2 separate regions of the Rattus norvegicus genome follow, and region 2 is linked to region 1. A link is a contact called in public Hi-C data. All regions are on one chromosome and are shown on one strand. Each heading gives the region's core, a stretch centred on a gene start, on an enhancer-like site or on the middle of the called end of the contact. The rest is flanking DNA. Distances are from core to core; before and after follow the strand shown.

Region 1 (6,343 bases), core at 1,718-4,217:
TAATGCAAATGGTGCCCACATATTGAGTTAATAAGCTGTAAAACATGTAAACGTCTCTCCAAACTGCACTCATTCCTTCTGTTTAGTTCAAGACACTCCGACTTCAGCCCTGCTGAGTTTACTTGGGTGCTACCTGTGTGTTCCACCACAAGCCACATTCTGCTATGTAACAGTGAACAAAGAAACAAAGTTCTGACCTCCTAAGCTAACTTTGTAGCAGAGAAGGGAAACACGCAGCACCTTAAGGTCCTGCATGTCAGACATAGCTGTAGCTTGAGTGTACAGTGATGGAATACTATTGTGTGACTTGGCAATTCTCTGAATCCCACCCCTCACTAGGCTTCTTCTGCCCTCTTATTCTATAAAATAACCCTTATAAAAATATCATGTATGAAGTTATTTTGATCTTTTTTTTCTGCAAATTCTCTGCAGCTGAACTGGATTGTGGTATTATTAACAAAAACTTTAAAAAGGTGTATTTAAGAGGAAAGCCTCCTTGTTAGATTTGTCCCTTGAACGAACCTCATCTGTAGTCTTTAATACAGCTTCCATTCCCAGTTTTGTATGCAATCATTGAAGTATTCTCAGTAATTCCTTTCTAGGGCAAAAAACTGAAGGGATGAGAAATCCAGCTTTATCAGAGATAGACACAGATGCTCATGGTATCAAAAGAATCAATGGTCTTGATGATTAACAAATCTGAAAGGGTCTTTAGCTTCAAACTAATGTTACCATCTCTAGACTCTTCCCTGGAAAATCTTGAGTGTTAACAAGACCAAATTATTGGCTTTTATAACATGGCCCATTACCAGGTTTGCCCAATGATATAAAATGCAACTGTTTGTTTTGAATGATTTGCTTGTAGAAAATGCAAAAACATACTATCTTGGCTTAGGCTGCTGTACTGTGTAATACTACAGATCATAAGGCTCAAACGCTAGGAATTTGTTTTCTCACAGCTCTGACACATTGGGGAGATAGCTCAAGTTTAAGAATATAACTGCTTTGCAGAAGTTGGGTTCTGGGAACAGAGATTAGGCAGCTCCCAAATGCCTGTAACTTCTCCAGGGTTCTCCCATAACTTCTTGTGGTTTCTGTATGCATCTGCACTCAAATACTCATTCCTGCCCTACACACCTTGTACACAAGCGACCAAAAATATTTGTTAAAAATACGTTAAATTCAAACCAATATAAACTTGAAATCTGATGGTTTTTATTTGTTCTGCAACCATTGGGGGAAAAAAAAAACCCTACAAATTAAAACAAAGGCCTAAGGGGAAAATGTACAAAATGATAGTGGTATGAATATTAGAAAAAAGCATAGTCTTATAAAAAAAAAACCCAAGAAAACAACAACAAAAACCACAGTGTTCCTCTTAAACAGAATTAAGAGGGAAGTATTATGGAGTCATTTTGAGTGCCTTTAGCCCAGATTTATAGTATCCCAAATTTATAACACAGATTTAAACTACCTCAAATTCCATGTTCAAACTGGAAGCAGTTTTGTGAAGTATCATAGAACAAAGAAACCAAGGCAAGTGTAAAAGCCATTGTTCTAACTTTATTAAAGTACGCCAGAGAGACAGGTACAGATGAGGGAAGCTTTTCTATAGTCTCAGGATGCTATCTTATTATTGCAATCTTAACTTTTGGTTAGTGGAAGCTAGTGGTCTATTAAGTCAATAGATTTCTAAAAGTTTTTATCTACTAGTCACAAGATGTTAGTTCACAGAGTTGGGCAAGGAACTGCTGTTCTGCAGTACTAGATCTAACCTACATAAGGTAATTAGCTTCTGGACTTGCAGCATTCTAAGTTTTCGACTACACTGCAGTTCTAGTCTATGTCTCTGCAGACACAGCTTCTTTCTCCTTCACAACTGTTAACACATTAAAAGCAAAATGAACTGTCATACTGCTACTACTTCAAAGAGATGAAGTACATTTCTTATAAACTGGTAAATACACCTTTAGATATGAAGTCCTGAAGGCAGGCTGAGTTCGTTCTTTTTGAGACAGGGTCTCTCTATAAAGCCCTGACTGTTCTATGTAGATCAGGCTGGACTTGGAACTCATGGATATCCACCTGCCTCTGTCTCCCCAGTGCTAAAGATAAGGCATGGACCATAATGTTCTGCCAGGATGAGTTCTCTTTAAAAAATGCAAAGACTCCACCATTCTTAAAGAGAACTTCTTTTAAAGACATAAACTTACACGTGTGTTAATGGCCCCCCAATAATCATGGCTTACTGGGAAGGGGGCGTTGTCCTTGTATAAGAGCAGGTGATCACTCGCTCCTAAGGAGTCCGCCCTCACTTTCTAAGTTTGCACAAATATCAAATAGGATGCACTTCCTATTCAGAATTTTCCTGACTGCCAATGGAATCACAGACACCTGAAGAGAATCAAAACACCTTCTGGCCCTGCCCCTTTCCCACACGTCTCTGCAGGGCTGAGGCCTTCCCCCCTCTGGGGAATGTTGGATCTGCGCTCTTTAAGAAGGGAGGCTGAACCCGGCCCGGAGAAGCGCCGTGCGTGCGGCCGGAGCACCTATGGTTTGCGGGATTCTCTGGGTGACCGCGATGCGGGGGCCGAAGCCAAACGCACCCGAGACAGTGCGAGGTCGTGAGCTCAGGTAGGTTCTCGTGGCCGGACTTCCTGACACCCGCAGGCCGGAGGTAGAAACCCCTTCTCTTTTGCTTCCCAACCGCAAGTGCGGGTACCGAGCACGCACCACAGGCCCCGAGTGTAGGCCTCGTGAGGACCCCGACCGCAGCTCCATGGCCTTGCGCATCTCCATGGCCTTGCGCATCTCCCTCCGTGGGCCCGCCCCTCGCTGCGACTCCACCAATTGGCGGCCTCGTCCACGTGCCGCTCCTGGTGGGCGGAGCCGCGCGTCGCCGTCGCAGCGCCCGGTCACGCCCCCAGCGCGGTGCTCATCACTCGCTGCGCCGCCCTGCCGCCGGCGGGGAGGAGCGGAAGCCACTGTCCGGGGACAGACTCCCGCGCCTGTGAGCCGCGGTGCAGGCTAGGCGCGCGCCGGGACGAGCCTGCGGTCGGCCCTCCCGGAGGACAGCAGCCGCTCTCCATGCCTGTGTGGTGCTGCCGCTGCTCCCTGGCCGGTCATTTCAGGTGACTTTCCTCTCGGGATGGGTCGGAGCTGGCTCTGCCGCGTGTGCTCCTCGGCCGCCGCCCGCTGGGCCGGCGCTGCTTGGAGCTCCGGGGACCCTGCTCTTTTCTTGTCCCCTCTTCTTGTTCCTGGACCGCGCGGGTCACAGGACGGCGAGAGTGGCTAGGCCGGCGGTGAGTCGGTTACATGTAAATGTACATTTGAAAATCCGTGAAGAGCCTCCTTTAAATTTTTGATCTTTTAAAGCTCTAGGAACATAAGTTACTGGCTTGAAGGGAAGTGAAGAAGATTGTGTCATGTAATGACAGTGGGTTGGGACTTACTAAGGTATTAGTGACTTAAAGCCATGTTAGGATGGAGAAATTTGGAAAGTGGCGGTTTTATACTCAAATTATGATGAAAGTTTGTTAAGATGAGAAAAAGAATAGTTTTAAAATATGAATGAACATGTGTTCTAGATCCAGTACAATTGACCAGCACTTCGGGGAATTACAGAAAAGGTCAAAAGTACTAGAACTGGGTGGAGTGAAGTGTTAAATTTAGTAGGGACTCCAGAGCCTGGCTTTACATATATGAATGTTAGAGGATAAAGTAATAAAGAGTTGTTTAATAGAAGCTCATAGAATTTAATTGAAATATTAACTTGGGTGGAAAGGATATTAATATCACTTCTAAAAAATACTAACATTTCTTTCATTACTAATGTCACAGTATTTGTAACTGTCATCAATACAAACCACAGAGCTTATTTTATTTAATATAGATAAGTGTTGTGTGTATTAAATATTCACAGAAGAGGTTAGAAGGGGATGTGAGGTGTAGAGAAAGCAGACTCCTGCTGTAATAGCAACAAGCTAGGTCTGCCCAACCTCTTGAGTTTGTAATGAAACTTCAAATTCTAGATCCTAAAAGAGTTTTATGCCACAGACTGCTGGATACTACCTTCTAGACAGATATATATACTTCACAAACGATCCACTATGAGTATTGTAAAAAGCAGGTTTTAGTGAAAATTTGAAGCCTCTTGGGAAGCTACATTTCTTTTAGAAAATAACTCTCCTGGCACCTTTGGTGTATGTTTGAACGGTGAGGGGAGAGCTTGGAATTCCTACTCTGAGGCTATGTGGTAAATACCACCCTCTTATCTCTGTGCAGAGAAATTTAGGGGAGGGAGTGAAAAGTATTTGCTACAGTTTCAGGTTGAGAGAGAAGAAAGCATGTCTACTGGATTATTATAATTAAATGTATCATTGTTAAATAAAATATTTCTGTTAGGTCTGGGATTCTTCTTTTTAAAAGATTTCCAGCTCCTTCAGGAACATTTCTAGTCTAGTGATGTTTTCGTTCATTGATTTTTGTGTTGCTGGGAATGAAATGCAGGGGCCACGCTAATGAAGTCAGTGCTCCACCATTGCGTTGCCAACCTCAGCTGCGGATGCTGTCCTTTGCACAGCTTTAGTAGAGACTTATTTTAAAGCAATTTGTGATAACAACTACATTTTGGGGTTTCTCCAAAATCTGCATTAATAGGCACCATGACAGAATGTTTCAAGGGAGAAGACTTCACACATTCTATTCTGGAAAATAAAATGTGAGACTGCCTTTATTTGGTACCTCAGAGCCTTTTAGTGTGGGAGTGTCCATTTGAGAAAACCTAAAATTGTGGTTCCAGTTCCCTTAAAATTGAGATGCAGATTTGTATTATTTGATTATTTAAAAAGGTGTTGCTATAATTGAGTAGAAGCTTTTTATTGCCAAAAGTTATGTCTATACTACCTGTTTAGTAACTTTGGGCCGTAGTGTTTCCAAAGCAAAATGTGCAAGGCTTCCAACATCGTAGCAAATGGTCTTGACTTTATTGTCTGACAGTGTGCTAACATTTCTTCATGCATGTTCTTTACTAGTTCTGATGTGTTATTTTATAATTTTTGCAATTTTATTCGTGCCCTGATTAAAGAAACAGTGGATTAAAAAAACAAAAAACAAAACACCTGAAAATAGTTTGTCTTATATAGACTGTTTATCAAGCTGGAAACCCAAGTACAAATGAACACTGTTCATAGCCCTGAACTATAATAGCATAAATATATTGTAAGAACATAACCACAACTATAGCTTCCTAATTCAGGTGGTACATAGTTACTGATGCACATATATTTTATTAATGCTTTAGGCAAAACCAGTTAACCAGAGTTTGGAAATGTGGCAATGGTTTGCCACACTAAAAGATTATACTAATGACTTAGAAATCAGGAGTTGCCTTTACTGTGGAATTCAGGTAGGCTAATGTACAAAGAATTTAGAGCTGCTAAACTTCGATTCTTTTTATCCTCAAGTCGTAGGAAATGTTTGATTCAAACTTTCTTGAGACCTATACCAAATTCAGCAATATTTCAGAATACAAGATTGGTCGTGCAAGAGTGAATTATACTTGTGTACAGCAGTAATGGATAACCAGAAAGGGACATTAACAAAATAGTTCCACTTAGTGTAAAAAATGAAACACTAAAATTTTCATTTAAAAAAGTAAAAGAAATTTAACAAAAAGTATAAGGCAGGAAAGGCAGGAAGCCTTAGAAGAAATTAGGGTCTAAGTGTGCTACCTGAAGTTGCAGGCAGGAAGTGACAAACTGAATACAGGCGTGGCTTCCCATAAATTTCAATTTGTGTATCATACACTCAGTGTCAACATAGGGATGGAAATAGCTGTGCGTTTCTCAGAACACCTTTACTGAAAACATGACTGTATGGAAAATTATTTTATGTTCACAGACTAAAAACTTGATTGGTGGCTGGTAGCATAGCCCCAAAGTATACATTGTAGCTTCAGCAAGACTAAATAGAGAATACCAGTATTCCTCCCACTCCCACTGCCTCTGTGCACCCCTCCACCAACACACACACATTTTAAGGAGTTTAAAATAGCACTGCCCTATGTGCGTAAATAAGGTTGCTCCCAGAACCCATAGGTTGTTAAATGAAAATCCCAATGCCCAGACGTTGGCCATCTCCCTACACGCTATTAGTCAGGGAGACTCCAGAGGCCCCCAAAATAATCTAAGTAATTAACACTGCTGTTGGCAGTGCAATAGAACTAGGTGGTAAAACCTTACTGTAGGAGCAATCATCGGTCTTTAAGGTAAGGATGGCTGGAATACAGTAAAGGAAGGTTGGCAGGTCCCAAGACAGAATTGTGACCTTTACAACAGCAATA
Region 2 (6,343 bases), core at 1,768-4,267, 50 kb before region 1:
ACAGGCATCATGTCTTCCATAGCTTCCTGCTCCTGTATGACACTCCCTCCTGCAAACACTTTCTATGTAGCCAACATATATATATATATGCTTCCTCATATTTTCATTAAAAAAAAATTGTCTGGTATAAAACATTGTAGAAGTTCAGAAATTTCACACGGAATCTTAAGAGACTTTCACGGACTTTAAACAGAGGACTACATTTTAGCGTCAGCATGTTGAACTTTGACCCTTTTAGTTCTGATAACCTTTAACCTTTAGCTACCATGCATATACCACCTTCGTGATTGATCCCCCATAAACCCTTTGTGATTTACTTGGATCTTCTGCAATAGACCTAAGGGTTCTGATTCTTCTCTCACCTTTCTTTTTCTGTTTTGGAAAAATCTAGTCATGTTTGCCTTGGAACGAAATCTTATTTTACCAAACCAAACCCTTCATTATTAAAAAAAGTATTTTATTTTATTTTATTTTTAATTTGCCCTACCCAAGATGCACCCGCTTATATCCTTATATTGTCTCCTTATACTTATCTTTCCTACACAGTGATTCCTTTTTTCATTTTATTCCCTCCTTAATGAGATGAGACACAGTAATAAAATAAACAAGTTTATCAACTTATTGAACAAGAGCTGAATCCAAGTCATATTTATGACGCCACGCCAAGAATTGAGGCCACCTTTTCACAAACTGTCAAGTTATAAGGCACTTCTCCATTGTCATCCCAGTCAGGCTTTATTGCTGCTTGGAGGTTTTTAAAACTTTTTATTAATTCTTTATGAATTTCACATCATGCGCCCCAACCCCCCTCATCTGCCATTCCCTTCATATCTGTCCTCTGCCCTTGTAACCCTAGCCCAAAGAAAAAACAAAAATAAAGTAAACAAAATAGACTGTCACTGTGGAAGCTGTAATGTGTCACAGTGCGCCCCAGAGTATATACCCTTTTGTCCACACATCTTTACTTGTATATGTTCATTGCAGTGGTCTGGTTCCAGGCTTCTGCTACATTATCAATACTGAAGCATCACTGGGATACCTCTTGGATATTCTGTTATTGCCATCAATCATGGAGATCCTGCAATTTTGGACCCACAGAACGGGCCCCTTTGAATGCTCCAGCAGTTCACAGATGAGGTAAGATGTTGGGGTGGGACAACTCCAAGCCCTGGATCTGATCCTGGGCAGTAGCTAAGTTGGTCAGCCTGGACAGCTCTCCAGCACTGCTCTAGCTAACTCACCAAATGCCACAGCAAGCAAGAGTCAGAGTCCCCTAATTTCATGCCCTTGCAGATCAGCTCACTTGTGCCCAAGCTATCAGAGCCAGCTCTACTGTACTTCCCAGGTGAGATGTGAGCCTGCTCTCCTGAGTGTCGCAGCCTGCATAGGGCAGGTCCAGGTCTCTCACTCTTATGACTTCTGAGTCAGCTCTATTGCCTGCAGCCAAGGAATGAGATGGGGAGAGGCATCTGTCCCTCAACCATACGACCAAACAGTAGACTCGTGGTAGGGCCAGCTCTCTTGTGCTCACGATACCAGGGTGAGCTCTACCCTGCTACCTAGGCAAAGTACAGGGCCCATTCTCCTGGTTTCAGCTGATGAAGGGTGGGGCCAGCTCTTCAGAGTGCTACAGCCAGTGAGGGACAGGGCCATCTCTGAACATCTTGGACATCTACATGGTCCCAGACAGCAGCACAGATCAGGAACATCTACAAGGCCTTTAGTGGTAATATGAACCATGATGTCACTACATACCACTGCTACTGCATGGCCACAGAGAGAGACATGGCCTGCCGTGGCAGCACAGGCCAGGATGTCACCATGGCCTCAGATGGCAGGGCAGGCTACTCACAGCAAGCTATTCCTCTTCACCCTCCTCACCTTCTGACTCTCCTGATACTCAACTGTTCTGCTTCTCTTTCTCTGCTGTCTCTGTCACAGAACATGCTTGCACATGGTGTGTGTGGGGGCGGGGGGGGGGAATCCTACTTTGGGTGGGCCACAAGGCTGGTAGGTATCTGGTGTCTTCTGCCCAACTCCACCACATTCTGTATTGTTTTTGTTTGTTTGTTGTCTTGTTTTTCTTTTTTTATGTAGTTCTGAATGTCCTAGACCTCACCATATAAACCAGGTTGTCCTCAAACTCACAGAGGTCTGTCCTCCCGCCTCTGCCTCCCAAGAGCCCAATTTGCTTAGTTTTTTTTTCCCTTGGCTTACAGCAGTCTGAAACTTACAGAATGTTACAATCCAGCCAGGGCAGGCCAAAATGACAGAACTATCAGTGACATTAAGCAATGAACCATCTTATATAAGAGAAAAAGAAGAGAAAATACAAAGAGTGAAAAAAATCTTTATATGTTAATCCATAACCGCCATTTCAAACACAAAATACATGGGGGTAAGAGATACCAAACAGATGAAATTTTTTCCTTATAGAAGTATAATATAATCATACCAATTTTCAGAATATATTCCAAGGGGCTGTCATCAGGACTACGGGCTGTGACACCCATTGCATCAATAAGAGTTATAAAATAAAACAGAGAAAACAGAATAGGCTGGCATCTTTAACAAAGAGGTCACACAGCCTATAGCCAGGACTGAGAACTACACAGAAAGCACTTTAGGACAGAGGTCAAACAAGCCTTAACCCAGAAACCGAATCAGAGAGTCGGCAATTCAATTTGTTAGATGAGAGTGATAGATGGTGCCAGGAGAGAACCAGGACAGGGAAAATCTCCAAGCAAAATCACATGATGGCTGCAGGGGAGGTTTCCAGCCCAGAACTCCAGGCCCCGGCAAGTCTAGGCAGCAATTGTGACACTGTGACTCCTGGACTCCTTGGCTTCTCCATAATTCAGGAAGTTACTAGCGAGTCCGGAGGCTATCACAGTCAGCAGAACACCAGAGCGCTCATAACGCTTCACTCCTCAAATCACCATTGAGAAGAGACAGAAATTGAGTCTTTAAGCTGTGCTGTATTCAGAGAGCTAGCAGCGAGAAAACAATGGACTAATACCCTAAAAAATCTGCCCTACATTCCGATCCAGCCCTCAGGCTTTATAGGGAATGCATGTGTTTGTGCTGTGGAGAGGGGAGCAAGGGCAATCAGTCCTGCCTGAGCCCAATTTTGTCTCTGGTCAAACAGTGAGCCACTTAGTTAAGGCTTCTATTGCTTCCACAAAATACCCTGACCAAAAAGCAAGTTGGAGAGAAAGGGTTTATTCTGTTTACAGTTCCACATTGCAGCTTAAAATGGAAGGGAGTCAGGACAGGAACTCAAACAGGGCAGGAACCTGGAATCAGGAACTGATGCAGAGGCCATGGACCATGCTGCTTACTGGCTGGCTATCCCTGGCTTGTTCATCCTGCTGTCTTCTAGAACCCCAAGACCACCAGTCCAGGGTTGGCATCACCCCAAATGGGCTGGGCCCTACCTCCCCATTAATCACTAATTAAGAAAATGTCTCAGAGCTGGATCTCACGGAGATATTTTCTCAGTTGAGCTTCTCTCCTTTCAGATGACTCTGGCTTACGTCAAGGTGACAAAAAACTGGGGTTGGGGATTTAGCTCAGTGGTAGAGTGCTTGCCTAGCAAGCGCAAGGCCATGGGTTCGATTCTCAGCTCTGAAAAAAAAGAAAAAAAAAGGTGACAAAAAACTAACCAGCACAGCCACATTTCCAAGGTTTCGGATGTCTGTGCTTGTCCTGTTATCTCTTACGCTTTCTTATTCTGTGCTTGTCTTGGCACAGATACTTCTTGAAATTCTAGAGTCTAGTTACTATTTGCCAGTGTCCACCTGGTACTCCTCCAGGGGCACATGGACTGATCGGAGTCAGGAAGAGGGTGTGAGGTTTGTGGGTGGGGTAAGGAACTAAACAGACTAACAGTCTAAACATTGAAAGTTATTGTAATGGTCAACTTGGCAGAGCCAAGGAAAGAAGCCTTGGAGTGACACTTAATATGAGGGATTACTTGAGGAAGGACAGCCCACCTATACGGTGGATGGCGTCCACATTGTGGGTGGAAAACAGGTATTCATGTCCTCCACTGAGTAGACACACACAGTACGATTGATTAACATTCCTGGTTTCTCCACCACTTATCTGAGAGCCCCGTGTCCTCTCCAGCCAGCAGTTGCATTGTGTTTTAAAGTGATGACTGCAAAAACAAATGTTACTTGACTGTAGCCAGTGCACTGCTTGTACTCTGCAGCCCATCTAACTACTACTAGCTGACAAATGTAAAAACCCCCGTGTAGTGTAAACAGACCTGGCAAAGTGGCAGCCTCAGAAGGACAACAGGACTCTGGTTAGGGACAGGTAACTGAAACTGTAGAAGGGGACATGGAAATTGAGGAATTTTGGCAATATTACATATAGTGGCGAGCTGGGAGCATGGCATGGCACATTGGAAACACCGCTGTGTCCCACTTGTTGGGAGTTGTGTTCCCAAATTAAATTAACTATTATGCAAAAACTATTCATCAAGGTGACTAATGGTCTAATGCTTTCTTTTCTTCAGACCTAACACACAGTAAAGATACAGAAAAGAGGCTTTTATTTAGATTAAGCAAAATGCAGTCTAGCAGAGTCAGTTTGCAGGGAGGACGAACATAATTAACAGGTGGATAGAGTTACTCAAGGATAACAGTTGACGTTTTATACAATCGATTTCATCTGCACCTTATCAAGCACGTAACACAGTGCGTGGCTGTAATCAACCTGAGTCTTTGCTAAATTTATTGAAACTTTTCTCTATGAAGGACCTATGCCATGGAGATACAGAAGAGACACTGTCAGGCGTTGCAGTTGGGAGGCATGAGAGGATTACTTCAGGAAAGAGGCATTTGGCTGCTACTTCCATAACTCATCATCTACTCTTTGTTTTAGGAGGCAAAAAAGAAAGGAAAGGATTAGAGTACAGAAGACATTTTAGATCATCCTACTAACAGGAAGAAACGTGTGCACGCTTGGTTCCATGCACCTGTTATGGTAAAGACAATGTAGATTGTCAGGGCATTAGCTTTTTGGCCATTGTTTTCAATTCTTAAACAAGTGACTCCCCTATAAAGGGGGAAGTGTGTTGAACTTACTTCCAGAATCCAAACGCTCAGTAAAGTAAAATGGTTACTAGATAGTTTTTCTAACCGTTTTCTAAACTTTTTCTAAATATTTGTTCAGTTGCCCTGGAGAAGACCTACTGTGCACTGGGATGACACAAGCAACGAGTAGCCAGATGTTCAGTCTAACCCTATCGTTGTTCTCTTGTCCTATGCTGGAGAATTTACCACTTCCAAGGTCTTCTTCACCAACCTCTCAGAACAGAAGCACTGTCCTGTCTACATCACGGTAATCAAATGGAGATCTTTCAACACTTTTGCTTTTGAGTGACTCTCACATCTTTCAGGCTGGCCTCAAAACTTCACTATGTAGCTAAAGATGGCCTTGAACTTATCTGCCTTCACCTCCCTAGTGCTGAGATTATAAACATTTATCAGCAATCCTAGCTTACTCAGTGCTGAGATTGGGCTCAGGCTTCATAAAAGCTACAAAGGCACACTACTGGGCTACATACTCAGCCCCCTTTGATATAATTCATCCACGTAATCCTTTCTTATATGAAACAACCTATTGTTGTATACAGCAAGCTAGATTTATATGTAATTGTGTGGAAGCTCTTAAATGAACTGGCCAGACATTATCAAGTGACAAAATCTACAGCAAACTCCCAGATCCTCTGATTCTTACAGCCTTTCCATCCCTTCTTCTGCAACCTTCCCTAAGACTTAGGAGCAGACATGTTTTGTGGATGTATCCCTTGGGACTGGGTTCCACAACTCTGCGTTTCTACTGGCTGTGGCTTTCTGTAGTAGTCTCTCTGTTGTAAAGAGTAGTTTCCTTGTTGAGAGGTGAAGATGGCATTTATCTGTGGGTATAAGGACAAGTGTTTATAGATTGTTCTTAGGGATTACATTGCTAGCAAACTAGTGGTTGTCCAGTGTCAAATGGTAAGCCCTAAAAAACATACATGCAAGCATTCAAATCTACCTTGGCTTGGAAAGGGGTTCCTGAGAGAAGCAGTGAAAACAAACACCTTGAAGTTGAAGGACACCAGGGCCTTTACACCCACCCACCTCTGATCAAGGAAAGGTCAAGTTCCATTCTCCATCCACAGTTCACAGAAGGAGCAGGAACATTCTCGAAAAAAAAAAACACAGGGTATACTGATTGATAGTCGCCTGACCCTCTGGTCCCAGATAGAGTTCAAATGTGTGTCATGATCTTTCCATGCTTGCTAGCTAATAGATTTAAAGGTCAATATGCTTAGCTAATAAGTTTG

Evidence for each region. A called contact is a pair of places that touch in the nucleus more often than the background predicts.
Region 2: a contact with region 1 is called in a Hi-C map of Schwann cells, with 6 times the contacts expected there. The contact joins the enhancer-like site here to the promoter of Osgin2 in region 1. A contact is called at or near these places in 2 of 12 Hi-C or Micro-C datasets (the Rat2 cell line and Schwann cells).

The regions. Positions count from the first base shown.
Region 1 is chr5:34,312,941-34,319,283 of GRCr8, reverse strand. Osgin2 (oxidative stress induced growth inhibitor family member 2) reads left to right here and starts at 2,967. Exons shown (of 6, transcript NM_001399569.1): 1 at 2,967-3,131. The coding sequence starts at 3,088. It also overlaps the pseudogene Tuba2l-ps1.
Region 2 is chr5:34,362,520-34,368,862 of GRCr8, reverse strand. No RefSeq gene overlaps it. Among named protein-coding and RNA genes, the nearest start is that of Osgin2, 49 kb to the right of the region's middle. Within about 2 kb of position 3,017, at least 8 of the 93 cell types and tissues checked have an H3K27ac peak or open chromatin away from gene starts, as enhancers often do. A contact at or near this core is called in Schwann cells, where this site is marked.